Regions from separate parts of the Mus musculus genome. Here all the other regions are linked to region 7. A link is a contact called in public HiCAR-type, HiChIP or PLAC-seq, Micro-C and promoter capture Hi-C data. All regions are on one chromosome and are shown on one strand. The core of a region is the stretch at or near the end of the contact, and the rest is flanking DNA. Distances in the headings are between cores, read along the strand shown. Region 1 holds the start of Smurf2 (SMAD specific E3 ubiquitin protein ligase 2). Region 2 holds the start of Mettl2 (methyltransferase like 2). Region 3 overlaps Mrc2 (mannose receptor, C type 2). Region 4 holds the start of Tlk2 (tousled-like kinase 2 (Arabidopsis)). Region 5 overlaps Mrc2 (mannose receptor, C type 2). Region 6 overlaps Tlk2 (tousled-like kinase 2 (Arabidopsis)). Region 7 holds the start of Map3k3 (mitogen-activated protein kinase kinase kinase 3).

Region 1 (2,700 bases), core at 165-2,664, 840 kb after region 7:
TCCTTAAAAGGAGGGGGACGTTGACCACGGAAGAATATCAGAAGTGGCATCGTAAGCAAATTATACCTGTAATATGTTAACAACTCCCTGCAGCTGGGAACATTAAACAGTCTTTCCCAAATCCCTCTGAGCATTCCTTTCCATTTAGAAAGAGGGTGAGAAGTGTGGAGAGGACTAGTGAAAGTTAGCTTAAAAGTTCGTATGCGTCCAGACTGAGAAACACATTGCAAAGCAAGGGATTCTAAACCAGGTCTGGAGTTAAGACATGAGCAACTAGTTCTGCGGCCTACAAGGAACAACCCCAAACATGCTACCCTACAATCAAACAACTTCCAAAACACAGAGTGTACAATGAGCCGGGAGTCGTGGGATCAGGCAGACACGCCGGAAAAGCCAACCACAGTCTCGGTCCCTCCCTCCCAGAGACGTGCGTTTAAGGTGTGTGGCACTGGCCACAGAGGTTGGCAGCACTGGAGAGTAAAGGTTTCACTGCCGGGCATAGGTAGGTGTCCAAGTTAACAACCCGGGAACACAAGCACTCTCCCGTTAAGCACTCACTCCATGTTTAAGGAGTGTTTACCGCGCGCAGTCAGCAACTGGATTCAGTAATCCCTTTCCCGACCCCACCTGGGCAGGAGCCCAGGGGCTGCTCCTGTGACCCCAGGAAACGAGACTTCAGGACCTCAAATCCGCCCTCCACGGGAGACCCACGGGCCACACACTGGGCGTTCTGAAGAATTTCCCAACCCCAGCTAAGTGGTTCTCCAATGACTCCCTAAACTAGGCCTTCCCACGCCCGGATTCCCGTCCAACGCCACCACCGACCGCGACCCCGGCCCTCTGCTTGCCCACAGGCGCCACAGCCGCCCGCCCAGCTCACCTGTCAGGCGCAGCTTGACGGGCCCGTTCCTCCGGCCTCCGGGGTTAGACATGTCCCCAGCGGCGGGGGAGGTGGCGGCGGCGGCGGCGGCGGCGCTCGCGGCCGGCGGGCCGGCGGGCGGGCGGGCGGACTGGGCTGGGCTGGGCCGACGGCGAGGCGCAGAGGAGTCACCACAGCGGCCGGGGCCGGGGTCCGAACAGCCCGCGCCGCGGCCGCCAGGGCCGGAGGGTCCCGGATGTGCCGAGCGCCGTCGCCATGAGCCGCGGAGGGAGCGGGACGCAGAGCTCCCCCCTCCTCCCACTTCTGCTTCCTCGGCCCGGGCCACACAACAAAGCGGCAGCCGCGGCCGGCCGCGCCGCCTCCGCCCCGCGCCCCCGCCGCCTCTTGTCCTCGCGGTCCGCCTCGGTCTCCCCTTCTCGGTGCCGCGAGGCCTGGGAGCGGACGGTGCGAAGTCTGCTGAGGCGGGCGGGTGCTCGGCCGCTTCCTCCTCCGCCCGCCCTCTTGTCTGAGAGAACCCGGTCCTGGGGCCGCAGCCGCTGCCGCCGCCGCCGCCGCCGCCACTCGTCGGCTCCTGGGGGCGGGGAGGAGACGGGGGCGGGGCCGGCGGGCGGGGCGGGGTTGCGGTGGGCGGGGCCGGCGAGGGGGCGGGCTTGTGGGCGAGGTCTCCTGCGCCTGGGGCGCCAGAGGAAGGCCTGGCTCCGCGCGAGCTGCGGGCAGCGCGTGCGCCACGGCCCAGACTGGGCCCCGAACTACACCGCCCGGCGGCGCCGGCTCGATGGCACCAGAGGGGCCTACTGACCAGCTAGCTCACTGAAAGATCGCCTGTGTCCCTACAGGGCAGAATGCCCGAGTAATACTCCCACTGCGCGCTCTGAGAGGCTGGCGAGAGTAAAGTTAGACCCAAGTCCGAAGAATTAATTCGCCAAGATGCTATTCCCACATCGAACGCTCCAGCAAATTCCCAGGAGTGCTTAGCTCTGAGTATTGTAATTGCCACCTCCACAGGCTCACCTGGTGCTCCATATCCGGTTACCTACCTGCTCGATTCTTCCCCCAACCCTGCCCAGGACAAGCATAGGGAGATAATACAAATGCGGCCAAAGACTGTGAACAAGATAGGTGGATATAGTGTGGAAAGCTCACGCAGTACTGTATTTTGCTGTCCCAGGAGGAAAAAAGAAAATGAATAGGACTGTAACTCTGACGCGGTGACTTACAACTAATAAGAACTTATTCTGGACAAATAAATAATGCAGGTTGTTTTGGGATTTTGTTTTGCAAGGTTGGGGTGAGAGTGCAGCCTAATAGTGAATTGTATTACATCAACTGCAACACATTTTTATGCAGCCATCTAAATGGCAATTGTGGTAGCCATGTAACATGTCAGACTTTATATGTAATGCAGGGTTTAAATGGAGAATACAAGTTTTATGTGCACGCAAGAGTAATAATGCAAACTAAGGATAAGAGTGTGGATTTGTGCCGGGCAGTGGTGGCGCATGCCTTGGGAGGCAGAGGCAGGTGGATTTCTGAGTTCGAGGCCAGCCTGGTCTACAAAGTGAGTTCCAGGACAGCCAGCGCTACACGGAGAAACCCTGTCTCAAAAAACCAAAAAAAAAAAAAAAAAAGAGTGTGGATTTATATCCATGTTAGCTTTGCTTTAAAGCTGTTATAACATTAATGCCGTTTAAACTGTTCATTGAAGCCTAATACATTTTAATCCTAAAACATTGCAAATGGTGACTTAAAATCTACCAGTTAAGACACTTCATTCTCCAGGTGAAATCCAAGAGCGTTTCATCGGTCTAAAAACACTCCTA
Region 2 (2,700 bases), core at 9-2,508, 960 kb before region 7:
AGTTATGAGATAGTCAGAGCTATATAGAGGAATTCTATATTTAAAAAGAAAATAATAATTAAAACACACACGGGGGGGGGGAAGAAGGGAGGGAGGAGAGGAGAGAGAAAGAGAAGCAGCCATATATTTCAAATGGCTCACTTATTAAAAATAATGTTGGAACTTCAAGTAAAAGGACAATGAGCTTTCTGCACACACAAAAATTATATAATGGGATTGTTGAATGTGAACACTAACAGCTTTTAAAGAGCATGATATTAAAAAAAAAAAATACATATAGCTGGATGTGATGGTGAATGCCTTTAATCCCGGTACTTGAGAGGCAGAGACAGGCACATCTCTGAGTTTGAGGCCAGTTTAATCTGCATAGAGAGCTGGAGGCCAGCCAGAATTACATAGTCCTTCAAAATGTATCAAAATAATAACAAAAACAACAACAATAATAACAACAACAACAATAACTCTGGCTGGTAAAATGGCACAGCAAGTAAGCTGCCTGCCACCAAGCCTAAAGAAATTATAGAGCCTGGAGAGCCCTATAATTAAGGGCACTGGCTACTCTTCTAGGAGACCCATATTTTGATCCCTGGTACCCATATGTTGGTTCACAAGCATCTGTAACTCCAGTTCGAGGAGATCTGGTGCCCTCTTCTGGCCTCCATGAGCATTGCATGCACGTGGTGCACAACCATGCGTACACATAAAGGGGAAATTTATTTAAATAGAAAATATAAGGCTAAAAATGTGCAATTATAAATTATATACCAGTGACCTACTATTAGTTTTAAAATATTTATACATATATGTATAGTATATAAGTGTACAATGTATACATTTAAATAAATTGAATACATATTACAAGCTCTATGCATGAACGAATTACAATTTTTATTGTGCCAATTAAGCCTGGCTTTTCAAGGAGGTGTGGTCGGTTATGTCATTTAACACGGAAGCTTCATGCTCTCAAAACCCACGCGCTGCCTCCCCGCGGACTGTGGTCTGGTGACCACGTCTCATCACAGTCGGCTAGTCAAAGCTTTTCCTGGGGGGAATCTTGGGACCTGCACGGAACCGTACTCGAGGGAATAGCCTCCTACTTCCTCCCCGTGCTGCACGCCCTTGTGCATCTCCAGGGAGAAATGACTCCTTTCGGACTCGCCTCCGCTGAGCTTCCCAATCACTTGGAACCCGCCCCGCCCCGCCCCGCCCCGCCCCGCCCCGCCCCGCCCCGCCCTCCATCTTCCCTCCCAGTGACGCTACTTCCGGAAGGGGCGTGGCCCACAGGAAGTCCTCGCCTTCGGGAAGAGAAGGCGTTTCCGTCTCCGGTGTCATGGCGGCCTCCTTCCCTGAAGGCGTGCCGGAGACCGAGGACGGGAAGAGACCGCAGTTCGGGCACCGGTTCCTGAGCGACCCGGCGCGCGTCTTCCATCACAATGCCTGGTAACTGCCCTGCATCTCGCCCGGCTCTTCGCCAGCCCGGAGCACTTGGAGAAAAGCCCTGCCCGCTGGCCCTCCTCCCGCGGCGGTAGCTGAAGCGTTCGCCTCCCGAGGACCGACGTTCCCGGGTCCGGGACCGGTGGGCCTGAAGCTGCCCGTTTGGTTTTCACAGGGACAACGTGAAGTGGTCCGAGGAGCAGGCCGCGGCGGCGGAGAGGAAAGTGCAGGAGAACAGCTCCCCGCTGGTGTGCCCGGAGAAGCAAGGTGCGCTCCGTTGTGCCCGCAGTGTGGGACGCGCCTCCTCCAGACGGCAAGAAAAATGGGGGCACCGGGATCGTTTTATCACTGACCTGATGGAGAACTCCGGCCCAGAACGGGTCGGGGAGGGGACGGGTTAGGAGGCAAAGGGGCTGTCTTCTAACAAAGTCTTGAAGCCATTGGGGTTGGACTTTGTTGTTGTTGTTGTTGAACTCTCTAGTTCTACGAGTGTCGCGTTGATGTGGCTGGCCTGTGGCAACCGTAAAGTCGTTCAGTCATCTTAGGGTAGCTTCTACAGTTTACCTTCTGCTGGGACGTTTCCATCAGAGCTAGATTGATGTGGTCGGATCCTAACGTACTGTGGGAGGAGAGGATTAGATCATAACATCTTTTCTTGAGGTGTTGGGTTTGGAGATGTGGGACTTCTACCAAAGAAAGATGCGTGCAGCAGAGTGGAGAGACGAGTCTGCTCAAAGCGAAAGAGGTCATTTCCGAAGACAAGAATAATTCCTTTATAAAATACTAGAACTGGTTGTCCCTGTTTCTAGGAGGCGTTTGAAAGTAAACCTGGAACTTTAAGGTAATAGGCATCAGGGGGTTGGAGAGATGGCTCATCGGTTATGATAATAAGCACTGATAGTTTCTCTATAGTACCGAGGTCACTGGCCAGGCACGTACCTCCTAAGATGTAGGGGTGTAATCTCTTGGGAGGCAGAGACAAGAGGTTGAGTGGGGTCAAGAGCATCCTTGCTACGTAGAGTTCCACTCCTGCCTGGGCTGCATGAGAGCTTGTCTCAAAAATAAGTATATGTATATATTCCAGTTGCAAAGTAGGCACCCTGCCTGCATTGTTAGGTAGATAAGACTAGATAAAGCTTCGTAGAGTTGAGAGGGATTTTGAAAATCATGTAGCCCAGTATCCTCTTTTCGCAGTTAAAGGACCAGTTAGCCAAGTGCAGTGGTGTATTCCTGTAGACTCAGCTCCGTGGGAGGCTGAGGCAGAAG
Region 3 (2,700 bases), core at 5-2,504, 770 kb before region 7:
GTGTGTTTGTTTGTTTGTTTGTTTTAATAAAATTGTGTGTGTGTGTGTGTGTGTGTGTGTGTGTGTACACGTGTGCCCGCGAGTGTATGCAGGTACCCTAGGAGATCAGAAGAGAGTATCTATCAGATCCTGTGGCTCTGGAGTTACAGGCTGCCTTACATGGTCACTGGCAAGTGAATTCTGATCCTATGGAAGAGCAATGAGTGCTCTTAACCACTGATCCAGCCTTTGTGTATGTTTTAGAACAGGGTCTTACTCTGTGGCCCCAGCTGGCCTCTTAAGTACCAGTCATCTTGCCTCAAGCCTGCTGAGTGCTGAGACTGCAGACATCTGCCACGACGCCTGGCTAAGATCCAGTCGTCCCAACAAGCCAGGGAGAGAGCCAGGGTGGTGAAGGTTTGTGTTCCCAGAAAACCCCAGGGTTCAAGCCCCACCAAGACCCTTTTCCTGGGCCAGGACTTCAGATCCACCGGAAAGCGCACAGATCTAGGCTTCCCACAGTCTCCAGCAAGGTCTCTTGCATTTAACAGGGAGACGAGAATCTCACGCCTACACTCATTCCCGTCAGGCATCGGATAACACACTTGTCAGCCCACATGTTAAACCAGAAGGAAGGACATGTCTGGAAAAGAAGGAGAGAGGAATCCATCCCGTGGCGACTGCACAGCAAAGGGCAGAGCAGCCTGTGCTGCGGGCAAAGGGTTAGGCAAAAGCACTTGAAGCAATGGGTGGCCCACAGTTTGGACAGGCAGGAACTGATAGCTGCTGAGCAGGAGGAAGGAGAGGAGAGAGGGAAACCCACCTCAGGTTTTTGGTAGGGTGAAGTGGGGTAGGACTGTGTGTCTCGAGGGGAGGGATGGCTCCACCCCCTTGCCCAGAGTCCCTGTGTCTACAACTATATGGGCACAGTCTAGCAGAGGGAATGTAGGGTGAACTGCTGGGTCTCCAGGGCTGACCCCTTAGCAAAGTGGAGCTGGCAGCTTCTGCTGACTCAAGGACATTTCCAGGCTTGACCTTAAGGCCAATTAAAAACAGCTGCTTCTCTTGGCTGGCAGCCCCTGAGCCAGGCTCTGGCTCTCCCTGGAATGACAGCCTCACCTCTCCCTCTATGTGACCTGGGGAGGGGACTAATAAGAGGGATGCTGAAGGACTGAAGGCCACACTGCAATCTTTAGGTCAGATCTCCCCCCCCCCCCACCCCCTAGAGTCACCAGCTCTCCAAGAGCTAAGCCAGATGGTGGCCGGGGCCCCAGTTTCAGATTCCAGTGTCTGGCCTTTGGGCCTGCGGTTCCCCAGCCTGGAACACCCTCCTGTCCTCGCCTCTGCTCCAGCGAGCCTTCAGGATTTCGTAGCACATGCCTTTCGTTCAACAGCGATTTCCTGAGTCTGCTGCTGCATGTCAGGCACCGGGCTCAAATTAGCTCCTCAACCGCTTCCTTCAGCAGCAATGTCTTCAGCTTGTCCTAGAGAGCAGCCGGTTAGCTAAGGGCTCCCACCTCTGGCCCGGTCTGCTCTGGAGGAGTCTGGTAAGCTTCAGGGGCAGCGAGGAGGTTTCTGTGGAGAAATAAAACCCGCCTTGCCACATTGCTTTAAAACCCACTCTCTGTCTGTGCATGGGAATAAGTTTCCATGGTGATAGCCCGGACATCTGAGACATGGAAAGGGTGGACCACCGCTTTGGCAGTACCAGAGAGATTCCTGCTATACTCTGGTGACCTGGAAAGCCTCTTTCCATCCAACACCTTCCTTCCAACCATGCAGCCTGAATTTGGGCTGACTGGTTTGCACGTGTTGATGTGTGGCTTGTAACTCTTGCAGGGATTGCTTCAGGATGTTCATCTCTTCGGCTTCTCTGTAAACAGCTCAAGGGCAGAGGCCCTGTCATCTCATCCACATTTAATCCCCCTGCAGTACCTAGGAAAGGACAGGGTTGTCATCAGCATGGGGTGAGAGGGCTGGCAGATGGGGGGAGCAGCCAGAAGGGTGGTCAGGAGAATGCAAGGCAGGGTCCAGCCTCCTCCAAACGGATCGCCATGGCACTGCAGACCCAAGGAACAGGCCTAGCAAAGGCAAAGGGATCGTGGGGCCTCAGCATCCTGAGGAGGAAAGTGCTGAAGTGGGCTCTGGTCCCATAGATCCCTGCAGTTACCAGAAAAACAGGAGCATAAAGCAGTCAGGCTCAACACAGATTGCGGCTGTGGCTCAGTGACAGAGCACTTGCTCAGTGTAAACCCCTGGGTTTAAGTCCCTAACACAGCAAAAAGAAAAAAAAAAGGGGGGGAGTGGACATGATTCTGGGTGATTTTCAGCATGAAGGGCAGAGTCTGGGAGAGTCACGGAGGCTACGGGTGGAGACTGGATGCCCAGAGTTCCCGGAAGGCGTTTCTCCTTCCAGTAGTCAGCTATTTCCTCTTAGGTTACTCCTGAAGGATACTGTTGGCAACCTCCATCTAGAAATCTCTCCAGAAAGAAAACTTTCTTTATTCCAGGAGCACGCACTGACTGATTGGCCTGGTCTAAGTTGTGTTGAGTGGCCAGGGGCTTGGAGTACTGTCAGCGGTCAAAAGTGAGCCTTGGGTCCACCCACAGAGTGGTGGGTGGCTTCTTATTTATATAGAAAGAGGAGGGGTGTCAGGGGGAAAGAGGAGGGAGAAGAAAGGGGATGTTCGCTGGGCAAACAAAAACAAAGGACAAGAGACT
Region 4 (2,700 bases), core at 97-2,596, 900 kb before region 7:
TGCCCCCTTTCCCTACCCTTTGCTCCTGACTTGCTCTTCCCCTCTTCCCTTCAAAACGTTCATCTTTCCAAGCAGCCTGGGATCTGGAAGATGACTCCCAATTTGAGTTTTTCTACTTGAGTTCTGAAGGATGGAGAATGTACAAAAAGGAATTATCATCCTTTGCCCATTTGGCAGGTCTCTGTCCAGTCAATATGTGGAAAAATTAATAATAACAGAATTCTACTTTGGAGTACTTGCCAACGCCTGGAAAAGTTCAAGCCGGCTGTGTAAAAGCTTGAATGTTTCTCTTGTGATTCCCTTGTAGTCCTTCAGACACGTTCAGACATCTGGTCAAGGAAGCATCAGAAGAAAACAAAAAGCTGAGTCGTTACTTTGAAGTCCGTGTCTTGGCTCGTGAAACTAGGTGAAGAAAGTGACTTTTTCCCCCTTTGGCGCTGGGGTCAGAGGTGGAACCCTTTCCCATGCAGGAAAGCCCTCCTGTCGCAGGCGCTCACCCTCTCAGCAGACACTCTGAAGAGCAGGCCCCCAGCACCCCAGGAGGGCCATCTTGTCACCGGAGGTTAAGATGGAACCTCCCCCTAGGTGCTTTGAGAGAGTTCCCCGGGGGGCGGGTAGCGACCTCCGCTCTGGAGGGGGGCATGCTGGTGAGGGCTCGGCTGTGATCCCAGGACACCTTTGTCCCTGGAGACGCCAGGCCAGTCAGGTACGTGGAAGGCGAGAGCCGCCGGCCGGCTTTCCGTGCCTGTGGCGTGGCGTGGCGTGGCGTGGGGTCTGGGGACGTGGACCATGGCTGCGGGGGATGGCCGGCTGGCGGACATCGGGTGGGCACCGCGAACTCAGTGACACCCCTTGCCCCGCTCCCGGGCTCTCTCCTCGGATCCATCGCTGGGCAGAGCAACCTCTTTCCTCACCCCAAAAAATGTGTGTAGATGAGAGGCAGGGCGAGCGCGGCAGTCCCGCCGGGTCGCCGCTCCGACGCTGCTCCGCGGCCTGAGGCGCAGCCCAACCGTCGGCCTCCGACTCTGTCTCCACAAAGGCGGGCTCCCGAGGCTCCGGCCCCGGCCGCTTACCCGGCGCCCCCGAGCCGACCAACCACCCCTCACGTCGCAGGCGGGGCCGCAAGCGCCGCCAGCCGCCCGCCCTCAGCAGCCCTGTCAGGCGCGGCCTGTTCCGCCGGTGCGGGGTCCCCTGGTTAACCCCTGCCCGCCAGCGCGGCCGCTGATTGGAGGAGGCGGAGCTCCGGGGGCAGCAGCGACCCTCCCCCCAACACCTTTCCCGTCCCCTCCCCCACGGCCGGCACTACCTCCCCCCCACCCCAGGAACACCCCCCCCCCGTGCCTCCCAGCCGTGCAAATCTCGCGAGGAAACACGCGGTTTCACTAGTGTGTTTACACCGATCACTACTAATCCGGACCGAACCGATCCGGATTAAGGGGCCGGAGGCGGGTCCTGGGCACTAGCGGTTCCGACCCCCCCCCCATCCCGCCCTCCGCGCCGCACCCGAGTGGCCCCCAGCCGAGCGGGCCCCCACTTCTCGGCCCGACCCAGACCCTTCTGCGCCTCCCTTGGCCTTTGTCCGGCGCCAGGAGGCCGGCCCCGCGCCCCCCGGCGGCCGCCCGGGCCCGGGCCCGCGTCAGCCGCCTGGCTCCGTACGCGAGCTCGGGGATCTGCGGCCTCCGTGGCCCCCCTCCCCCGCCCGCCCTGTCGTGGAGCCCGGCGCCGCCGGCGGCTGCCCGGGCGGGGGGTTGCGGCGCTCAGGAGAGGCCCCGGCTCCGCCCCGGGCCTGCCCAGGGGGAGAGCGGAGCGGTCAGCAGCCGGGTCGGGTCGGGGCCCCTCCCGAGAGGAGAGTGGAGCGGCAGCGGCGGCAGGTGAGAAGCTCAGCCCCTGGACGTGGAAGGGCGCCGGGGCCTGGGGTATTAACCGTCCCGGGGGCCCCACTCCAGGGCCCGAGGAGGCTGCGACCCGGGCCGGCGTCGTGCCGCAGCTCCTGGGCGCCGAGGCGGGAGGTGCTCCCCGAGGGCTGCGGGGTCGCCGAGGGGCCGGGCCGAAGATGGACCAGGCCCAGGCCTGGGAGTGTGGCGGTCGGCCTGCCGGGAGAGGCGACTCCGGGGAGCTGGAGGCCTCGGCAGCCTACGGGGCGCCCCCGAGAGCTGTCCCTCGCTCCGTCCGTGACAGGTGGGCCCGGAGTTGGGGAAAGTTTGGAGCCGGCGAGGGGCGCCGGGACCAGGCCCCATCGGTCCTGCTTCCCGGCTTGGGGCCATTGGGAGGATCCCGGTCCAAAGCCCCTCTGGAAAGAGATGGGGTGGGTATTTTCTGATCATGAGTTGACATTAAATGGGGTAACTGCTAGGGCCTCATTTTCTGGGCCAGGCCTGGGGATGGAGGGTTGGGAAATGTTTCCAGAGACCTTGGGATTGGGGAGAGACTGCATTGTAACCTCTGCCTTTCCGACCTCGATTATTAGGGCAGGACAAGTAGTGAGCAAGGCCACCTACCTACTTAGGGAAAACTCGGTTTTCTTCTCAGTCTTTTTTTTTTTTTTTTAAGATGCCTTTCTACCATTCTAACAGTTTCCTAATTCCTTACTTGTGTGTGTGAGTGAAACTTGAATTCGTCACCTTTTCATTCCCCTTTGCTCCAGGCATTCAGTCCAGGAAGGGAAATGAAAGTTAGGACGGGTGTAGGGGATGTTACTGG
Region 5 (2,700 bases), core at 30-2,529, 750 kb before region 7:
TCCAGCCGTGGGAGCTGCCTGTTGGAACTGCTTGTCACTAAGGTATAGAGTTTAGGGGGAAGCAGACACCAGCCCAGCAGCACCTGGAGGCCTGTTAGCAAAGCAGACTGGGAGGACCCGCCCCAGATTAACTGAATCAGAACCTGCATTTAACATGACACCCCCCTCCCTCGGGTGATTCATAAGCAGGGCGTTTGACGTGAGTGCAGAAAGGCAGGTTGCAGCCGGTCTCTGAAGTCTGAGTGGGACTGGGTAGCCCATGGGAACTTTCTGGCTTTTAAGCCTAAGAGTGTCTTGCTCAAAGGTATGATTGAGAGAGGTAAGTCTGAGGGCCTCCTGAGAGAGATGGAGTGTGGGGTGATAGACAGGACCTGCTTTGGGGACTGCCCCTTCCTGACATGTGGCCTTGGCTCTCTGGGATGTAGAATCCTTATTTTCACATTGAGAATGGATGCATTTCCTCTTGCAAAGTTAGTGTAAAGCTGGAGCCCTGGTTTGGCTTGGCCCAAGGAGTGTCTCTAAGGCTGGCATTTCCCAGGCAGTGTAAACAACAGGGGCTACTGTGCTCCGGCTTCTGTAGCTGTGGGGTTGCTAAAGTAGAGATGTTCACAGAGAAAATATGGCGTGCCTGTGGAGACCTCCACAGAGAGGAAGACAGAGGGGACCCTGCAAGGACTCTTTCCCCTGTCACTTGTCTGGGGAAGCTCTCCTCCAGCCGCAAGGACCTAAACACAAGTCTGTGGCTTGGATTTGCCTCCTTGCCCTCATTCGGCACCCCAGATGTTTGCAGAAGACCCATTCTAAGTGAATGGCCAGTCTCACTGTGAAGGACATGTCATTTCCAAAGCAGGGGACACATTTCCACAGGACCCTTTCTTCCCTCAGGATCCTGGGACTTGAATAGCTACTAAGCTCTGTCCTGGGCTGCAGCACAGTCATAACGCATTGGCTAATGAAGGGTGACTGCTATCTCTTACACTGTGGAGCTCCCCTGTCCCCTTTCTCAGCCCACCTTGAGGAGTCTCTAGTCAGAGGCATGTCTGGAACACCCCTCAGTTGACCGGGATGGAGCTGGTCTCAGAATGCTAATCTGGGGCAGTGCATAGCATAGGCTCACATCCTCACTCCTTCCTAGTCAGAAATCCTGCCCGAGCCTGATTTTGTGGGTGGCTTGATGAAATTGTGTTTTCTTCTGCCAAGACCCAAGTGAGGACTTGTTCGCTTCAGTTGCCCTCAAACTCCAGTCCCTAGCAGATTAAAACCCCAAGGCACCTCTGTGGGTGCAGGGGAGGGACTTCAGAAGCAAGAAGAGGTGTGGAGAGGGAAGGAGCTAGTGGGCGGCTCTAGAAAGGGGATGTGTCCAGATTTTATGGGCCCTGCAATGTTCCTGGCTGCTCTCCCCACCTCTGGTCAGACTGGGCCTCACTATCAGCCAAGACTCCTTTCCCTTGTTTCTTTTATCCAAGACTGCAGAGGTCAACACAGAGGGGGTGCCCTGTGGACCTGTTTGATGGAGGCTTTAAATGAATAAATGAATGAATAAAGCATAGTGTCCTTGCGCTAAGTTTGATTGTCGTAGCAGAAAACCCTATTTACTGTAGATACTGACTTAAGAGGCTGGTGCGTCCCACCACTTGCTCATCTCTCCCTGAGAGACTCAGTCAGAGATGGTCTGGCTATATCTGCTATTCCTGGGTTTTAAATATCCTAAGGCTATTGTCATGAAGAAGGCAGATGTGACAGATGAGACAGGTTAGGGATGGCGGGCGTGACACACATTAGATTCTGTCTGAGCACTTACACGTGCCTCTCCACAGACCGGTGGACCAATGTCAAGGTGGAATGTGACCCCAGCTGGCAGCCCTTCCAGGGCCACTGCTACCGCCTGCAGGCCGAGAAGCGCAGCTGGCAGGAGTCCAAGAGGGCGTGTCTGCGGGGTGGGGGTGACCTCCTTAGCATCCACAGCATGGCTGAGCTGGAGTTCATCACCAAACAGATCAAGCAAGGTGAGGGGCTGCTTGTCCTTAGTACTGGGTGGAGGCGAGGGTCTGTATGCCTGATCCCTTCCTACTTAGGAAGCACAAAGAATTTTCTTTCCTTCATTGCCGGCCTGGGGCTGACCTCAAGGTCTTCTCCCTTTCCTTTCTCTCCTGCCCTCCTGTACTCCAGAGGTGGAGGAGCTATGGATTGGCCTCAATGATTTGAAACTGCAGATGAATTTTGAGTGGTCCGACGGGAGCCTCGTGAGCTTCACCCACTGGCACCCCTTTGAGCCCAACAACTTTCGTGACAGCCTGGAGGACTGTGTCACCATCTGGGGGCCGGTGAGACTTTCCTTTCTCATAATAGCACCAAAGCACCCCCTCCACCCACATGCTCCCAGTGCCTCGTCCCCCCCCCCCCCACTGAAAAATAACTGTCTATTATCAGCCCTGGTGTACCCCAGGCCCCTCCTTTCCACAGGATCGCCTGGCAGGGTTAGAGCCCCACCTTCACCCCCACAGCTAAGTCACCTGCAGGACTGGGAGAGCTAATTTTCCAGAAGCCTTAGGCAAGCATGGCGGGCCCATTTTTGGTCTCTTGCCAGCTGTCCCCTCCTACCAGCAGATGGCACCAGAACCCATGCAATGGCGTAGCTGGGCGAGCAAGGCCACTGGGTTCCAGCCCTTGCCCTCCAGGACCTTTCTCAGTTCAGGGTTC
Region 6 (2,700 bases), core at 199-2,698, 820 kb before region 7:
GTGTCTGATGTTTCCACAGACATTAATGATAGCTGGGGTGTGTGTTTTTTGTTTTTGTTTTTTTATTATTGTTGTTTTGGGTTTTTTTAAGATTTATATATTTATTTTATGTATATAAGTACACTGTAGCTGTACAGATGGTTGTAAGCCATCGTGTGGTTGCTGGGAATTGAACTCAGGACCTCTGCTCTCTCTGTCTCTGCTCACTCCAGCTCAGAGATTGATTGATTGATTGATTTATTATATGTGAGTGCACTGCTGCTGTCTTCAGACAGACCAGAAGAGGGCATTAGATCCCATTACAGATGTTTGTGAGCCACCATGTGGATGCTGGGATTTGAATTCAGGACCTCTGAAAGAGCAGTCAGTGCTCTTAACCCCTGAGCCATCTCTCCAGCCTGGGTGTTTGCATTTTGAAAGTGCTTTGGATGAATTATTGACAGTTTTCTTTAATCTTCCTTACTGTCCCAGCAAAGAGAATATACTCCATGTCTTACCAATGATAAAACTGTTACTTACAGAACTTGAGACTATTAGAAGCTGAGTTTAAACACAGCCATCCACTTCGGAGCCTGTGCTTCTGACTCCTGTTGTTTCTAGAGACAGTAAACTAGGTCCTAGAAACTATTGTTTGTCTGTAGAAACTCAGTGATAATTCCCTTAGTCAACTGGGAAGGAGACAGTGGGTCTGGAAGAATGGAGTCTTAGTGTGCCTTCCTGTGGCCCGTCCACTTTCATATTTCAAATTTCTGTGATTGTAGTGCTCTGCTTCCTGTGGTTGCCTGTCTTGAGAATGCCAGTAAAATGGCATCCCTTTTCTTTTCTGTCCTTGGGATTGCGGGGCTAAAGGGTGGTTTCTTTGGAATGAATAGTTATTACATATGCAGCCGTGGATTTCTTTGTTCCACTAATGCCAGGTTTTGTCATATTCCCTCCTGAGCTTCTAAATACTGACGTTCATGGCTCATTTGTTTTGGAATCTCCAGACTTAATTTGCTAATACGTTCCCCACTGAGCAATTTTGTCTCCTTGTGATAGATAGGAATATTGAGTGAGGCAGGTTCTGTCCCTGAAAGGAGAAGACGAGCCCCTTTTGATAATAACAAATGCTTTGAGTTACAGAAATAGCCTTGGCCTTGGTGTTTTGCTTTTTGTTTAGATGTTTGTTTTTGTTTTTTTCTCATAAGACTTTGAAGGAGAAAAAATTAGTAGGTATTGAAGAAGCCTTTTAGTTAACTTCCTAAGTCTTAAGAGGAAGGTTAGATATTTCCTCAACAGTCTTGCTTTAAACCTACTGTGCTCCAGGGAACTGGAAGTCTTTCTGTTCCACACTAACAGAACTCAGCATGAGAGAAGTAGGCTTTAGACAGAGGTAGGACAAGGGATGATAAATGCCTTGTGTAAAACTCCCTGTGTGCACATGCTCACATGACAAGCAGCTGCAGTCCAGATGTTTCTGAGAAGCCAGATACATTATTAAAAGTCCATTCCAGTCACCTGACGTCAGGAATATATGGCATGCAGCAGTGAATGCCAAAAACACTTTTGAGAAGGAAACCACATATTCTGACCAATTATAAATGAAAATTGTGTTGTATTGAGACTTACAAGAATAGTTAATGGTATTGATCTAGGATATGCATCTCTCTACAAATACCTGTCATTAGCTACTGTAAAACAGTGTTTCTAGGGACCAGGTCAACCTTGAAAACACTTTCTCTGCTGGGACCTGTACATATTTTGCAAAGTCATAGACTCAGATCTAGCTTCTTGTTGACCTTAAGAGAACTGTGACACTGCATACCAGAGGAACTGCAGGAAGTTAGGCCCTGGTTCCTTCTCGATACTCTTGGCAAGCAGGTTGAGCCTCCGTGATTATAGATTGAGGTGTTCTGTTTTAGTTTTAGTTTTACATTCTTTGAGACAGCGTCTCATGGTGTAGACTAAGCTGGCCTTAAACTTACAGCAATTCTTCTGCCTCTGTCTCCTCTTAATGGTAGGATTTTAGATATGTGCTACCATGCCCAGCCAAGTGGTTGTCTTTCTCTCATTTCTACTGGAATTAGATCAAGTGAAGTGGCTGGAGAGATGGGTCAGTGGTTCAGAGCACTGTCTATTTCAGAGATCCTGAGTTCAGTTCCCTGCACCATATTCGTCTGTTACTCAATTTCCAGAGCACCTGACACTTTGTTCTAGCCTCCTCAGATACACATGCACACAGGCACACACAGACACACACACACACACAGCACTACCTTGATATCTCCCCCCCCCCACATACATACACATAGACTTTTGTTCATACATATAAATGAAAATAAATCAGGAAGAAAGGGAATGACTGATAGACACTGCCTCCTTTGTCTAAACTTTGGTCTTCTAACTAGAATTGTGTGTCTATTATACCTTCTCACTGTTTCCTCTTGGGGGAAGGGGAGGATCGTGGCACCTGAGATTGTCAGCCATTTCTCAGTTGACATATTGGGAAAGGGGTGTTCTTATGACCTCCAGTCTTGCCTGGGAAGAAATCTTTAACACTTCCACATTTGATTTTAACTAAGTGATAGGAAATCCTGCTATGAGCTTTATGCTATAAATAATGATAAGTTGAAGTTGGGGCTGGAAAGATGGCCCATTAGTTAAGACACTGGTTGTTCTTGCAAAGGACCTGAGTGTATTTTCTAGCCCCCACATGGTGCT
Region 7 (2,700 bases), core at 67-2,566:
GCGTAAGACACTCCTTAAGAGATCTGATACTCCAAAGCCACCTCCTAAGGTAAGTGTTTCTAAATGACAACTGAAAATGGCATCAGATTTTTCTGGAATCTGAAATATGTCATTGGAACTGTCTCCAGAGAAAGGGAAGCCACACTAACTGTGGTAGAGTTGGAATCTTAAGACTGGGTGTATGAATTATTGAAACAATGGAGGTTGAAAAAGTTAATCACAATGCTCTTTTGAAAGATCACACAGCCAGTACAATTGTTTTGAGACAATATTTAGTGGCACAGGAAGCACAAAAGTGTAAGCACACCAGAAAACAATATGAAGTTATTTTTTGTCTAACGTTGCATATCTAGGTAGGAAATAGATAAAACTATCTTCAGGGTAGGGCTTTTCTTTCTGTTTTCCTGCACTTTTAAGTTTTCTTTTAAAAACGTGTCTCGCTTTTATAATTCTAAGAGCAAAACTTGTCCAAAAGCAACTCTAGCAGAACTCAGAATGTGGGGACCCACATTCCAGCACTAGCCTAGCCTTTGAAGACGGAGTATCAGGTGTGGCCTCGGAGGTCTGAGACCCAGGGGGATGAGAGAAGTAACAAGACCATCCCCCTGCCTGTAAGCCGAGGCTACTCAGGGTATCGCGCAGCTCAAGTAGCCTGAAAGCATCGAGCCAAACCTTCCCTGCCCAATCCGCGCCAGACACTTTGCCCCAGCAGGGGCCGGACACCTCAGCACCTCGAGGTCGCCAACAACCGACAACCATAGGGCCGAAGGTTTTCTTTTTCTGAGGGCCTCTACAGAAGACGACTTTGCAAGGCGCCAGGCCGGGGTAGCCGCCGAGGGGAACGGCGCCAGCCCGCGCGCCCGCCGAGGGTTCCGCAACTGAGCAGAGGGTTGTGGGCGGAGCCTCAAGCCGGAGCAGTGATTGGAGCAGCCCACACCTTGGCCAGAGAGGCTGAGAGCGCCAGCTAGCGACACTCCGCGGCGGGTACTCAGCGCTCTCTCCGTGATTGGCTAGGCGCGAGAGGACGGGCGCTGTCTCAGTGATTGGCAGGCTCTAGCCAGCCCTCGGAAATCGCCTTGACTTCGCCCATTGGCATCCTGTGAGAGTAGGCGGGATTGGTCCGTCGTGATTAGCTGGCGGATGAGAGTGAGGGCGTTGGGAGAGAGCGGGGAGGAGGAGGCGGGAGTATCTGACTTCCTCCTGGTTATTGGCTGGTAATGAGAGTGGGGGTAGTGCCAAGGCCCAGCGGCTGCATGCGATTGGCAGATGCTGGCATGAGTGACAGGCTGCAAGGCTTGCTGCGCGCCCAGCGGTTTGTTTTTCGGAGCGTTCCTGAGGTGGAGAACAGTGGCCGGTCGGAGCGTCTTCTGGACTTCAGGACTCGCAGGCGGCCCGGTCGAGTGGCGCCGCCGAGGCCGGGTTGGGCCGAGCCTGGGAGCGCCGGGGATGTAGCGGGCCAACCTGCTCATGCCACAGCGCCCGGCCGCGGCCGGAGCCGGAGCCTGGGGAGGCGGCGGGGGCCCCGAGCGCAGCCCACGGCCCCCGCGCGGAGCCAGGCCCGCTGCCGTCCCCGCCGCCCGCTCCCCCGGCATGCAGCCCCGGCTGCGGAGGTGACACTTCTGGGCTGTAGTCGCCACCGCCGCCTCCGCCATCGCCACCATGGGTGAGTACCGCCACCGCCCCGGCCTGTGCCCGCGCTGCTTCGCGACGCCCCGCCCCAGGCTGAGGGGAGGAGGACCCTGGGCCGCCGCCTGACAAGGCATGGACAGTTCGCCGGGCCCGGGGCTGAGGATCGCGGACCGCTCGCCTCTCCGCGGTGCCTCGATCGGGGCGCCGTTCTGGCTACCTCCGGGGGTGCCCTACCGGCCAAACCCACTCGGCAACTCTCTTTCCGGGCATGCGGCCGGCGTATCCCGGGGAGGGGTCTGCGGGACCGAGGCCCGTCGGGCGGCCCACTGCGGTCCCCAGCGAGCTGGCGCGCGAGCTTGAGGGTGGGGGAGCCGGAGCTCAGTGTGGGGCCGGGGCTGGAGCCTGGTGCAGGCCCAGCTGCTGTTGTGTCTTTTCCTTGATTTGCTTTTTTTTTTTTTTTTTTTTCCTGCCTGTGTCATTTCCTTCCCTTTGCTCACACAGGCTGGCCTGTGAGTTCCCGGGGCTTTGCTCTGGAGCTCTGTGCGCTCTCCTGCGCGGGGGAGGGGGACGCGGGGGGAGGGTATGCGGGGCATCCACTGCGACGCTATTCGACGCGGATCCCTGTTAGCAATAGCAGGCTTGAGAAATGCGAGCTGCGCTCCTCGCAGATTACTGGAAGTTAAGAATCCTTGAGCGCTGAGGGTTATAACTCAAACCCTACTTTTGGAAAAACCCGGCTTTTATATTTATCCTGCGCTACCCCTGCAACTATGTAACTTTTTGAAAGAGGCATTCGGTACATAAAAGGATCACTATGAAATCATTTCCTTTTTGTCAGTATTTGTAATTCTCCTGTGAAGATGTAATCTAAGAAAAGTTTTTTTAATGCCTTCTACAAAATATTTGAGCTGTTTTATATATATTTTGCATAATTTTGGTTCTTTATCAAAAAGTCTTGGACTTAGCTAAGGAATGTGTGACATTTTAAATATATTTTGCTTCCCCAGTTGGGGCAGGTATTGTGATGCTCATTTTCCTGGTCTCAATCAGGTTTTGCAAAAATATTTAGTA

The links. Promoter capture Hi-C pulls out the DNA fragments that hold promoters and counts their contacts. Hi-C and Micro-C count contacts between places; a contact is called where the count stands out from the background. HiCAR-type assays count read pairs that join an accessible place to other places. HiChIP or PLAC-seq counts read pairs in DNA pulled down with a chosen protein or histone mark.
Region 1: a Micro-C map of embryonic stem cells shows a contact between it and region 7, with 6 times the contacts expected there. The contact joins the promoter of Smurf2 here to the promoter of Map3k3 in region 7. A contact is called at or near these places in 1 of 484 Hi-C or Micro-C datasets (embryonic stem cells) and 1 of 115 datasets of contacts at active chromatin or transcription factors (effector CD8 T cells).
Region 2: a contact with region 7 is called in a promoter capture Hi-C map of liver, with 3 times the contacts expected there. The contact joins the promoter of Mettl2 here to the promoter of Map3k3 in region 7. A contact is called at or near these places in 1 of 39 promoter capture datasets (liver) and 1 of 484 Hi-C or Micro-C datasets (embryonic stem cells).
Region 3: a contact with region 7 is called in an H3K4me3 HiChIP or PLAC-seq map of neural tube, with 5 times the contacts expected there. The contact joins the enhancer-like site here to the promoter of Map3k3 in region 7. A contact is called at or near these places in 11 of 115 datasets of contacts at active chromatin or transcription factors (bone marrow-derived macrophages, embryonic basal ganglia, embryonic forebrain and 7 more) and 1 of 9 other capture datasets (embryonic stem cells).
Region 4: an H3K4me3 HiChIP or PLAC-seq map of embryonic stem cells shows a contact between it and region 7, with 8 read pairs. The contact joins the promoter of Tlk2 here to the promoter of Map3k3 in region 7. A contact is called at or near these places in 6 of 39 promoter capture datasets (3T3-L1-derived adipocytes, the HPC-7 cell line, embryonic stem cells and 3 more), 4 of 484 Hi-C or Micro-C datasets (CD4 T cells and embryonic stem cells), 10 of 115 datasets of contacts at active chromatin or transcription factors (astrocytes, bone marrow-derived dendritic cells, embryonic forebrain and 3 more) and 2 of 9 other capture datasets (adipose tissue and embryonic stem cells).
Region 5: an H3K27ac HiChIP or PLAC-seq map of extraembryonic endoderm stem cells shows a contact between it and region 7, with 8 times the contacts expected there. The contact joins the enhancer-like site here to the promoter of Map3k3 in region 7. A contact is called at or near these places in 1 of 39 promoter capture datasets (hippocampal neurons), 7 of 484 Hi-C or Micro-C datasets (the AtT-20 cell line, the N1E-115 cell line, cerebral cortex and 2 more), 12 of 115 datasets of contacts at active chromatin or transcription factors (the NIH/3T3 cell line, astrocytes, embryonic forebrain and 7 more) and 1 of 9 other capture datasets (embryonic stem cells).
Region 6: a contact with region 7 is called in a HiCAR-type map of astrocytes, with 4 times the contacts expected there. The contact joins the enhancer-like site here to the promoter of Map3k3 in region 7. A contact is called at or near these places in 5 of 39 promoter capture datasets (the 3T3-L1 cell line, the C10 cell line, cranial neural crest and 2 more) and 5 of 115 datasets of contacts at active chromatin or transcription factors (astrocytes, embryonic forebrain, embryonic limb bud and 2 more).

The regions. Positions count from the first base shown.
Region 1 is chr11:106,919,301-106,922,000 of GRCm38.p6, forward strand. It overlaps Smurf2 (SMAD specific E3 ubiquitin protein ligase 2), which reads right to left and starts at 1,415. Exons shown (of 19, transcript NM_025481.3): 1 at 881-1,415. The coding sequence starts at 932.
Region 2 is chr11:105,125,167-105,127,866 of GRCm38.p6, forward strand. It overlaps Mettl2 (methyltransferase like 2), which reads left to right and starts at 1,259. Exons shown (of 9, transcript NM_172567.3): 1 at 1,259-1,440; 2 at 1,610-1,701. The coding sequence starts at 1,331.
Region 3 is chr11:105,312,162-105,314,861 of GRCm38.p6, forward strand. The region is part of intron 1 of Mrc2 (mannose receptor, C type 2); the gene reads left to right. Among named protein-coding and RNA genes, the nearest start is that of Mrc2, 21 kb to the left of the region's middle. Within about 2 kb of position 1,255, at least 97 of the 459 cell types and tissues checked have an H3K27ac peak or open chromatin away from gene starts, as enhancers often do. A contact at or near this core is called in embryonic limb bud and neural tube, where this site is marked.
Region 4 is chr11:105,180,181-105,182,880 of GRCm38.p6, forward strand. Tlk2 (tousled-like kinase 2 (Arabidopsis)) reads left to right here and starts at 1,347. Exons shown (of 22, transcript NM_001112705.2): 1 at 1,347-1,871. It overlaps 1700052K11Rik (RIKEN cDNA 1700052K11 gene), which reads right to left and starts at 1,253. Exons shown (of 1, transcript NR_027956.1): 1 at 1-1,253.
Region 5 is chr11:105,330,067-105,332,766 of GRCm38.p6, forward strand. Mrc2 (mannose receptor, C type 2) reads left to right here. Exons shown (of 30, transcript NM_008626.3): 7 at 1,818-2,006; 8 at 2,170-2,324. Among named protein-coding and RNA genes, the nearest start is that of Mrc2, 39 kb to the left of the region's middle. Within about 2 kb of position 1,280, at least 17 of the 459 cell types and tissues checked have an H3K27ac peak or open chromatin away from gene starts, as enhancers often do. A contact at or near this core is called in the N1E-115 cell line and cerebral cortex, where this site is marked.
Region 6 is chr11:105,260,368-105,263,067 of GRCm38.p6, forward strand. The region is part of intron 16 of Tlk2 (tousled-like kinase 2 (Arabidopsis)); the gene reads left to right. Among named protein-coding and RNA genes, the nearest start is that of Mrc2, 31 kb to the right of the region's middle. Within about 2 kb of position 1,449, at least 26 of the 459 cell types and tissues checked have an H3K27ac peak or open chromatin away from gene starts, as enhancers often do.
Region 7 is chr11:106,083,271-106,085,970 of GRCm38.p6, forward strand. It overlaps Map3k3 (mitogen-activated protein kinase kinase kinase 3), which reads left to right and starts at 1,317. Exons shown (of 16, transcript NM_011947.4): 1 at 1,317-1,663. The coding sequence starts at 1,660.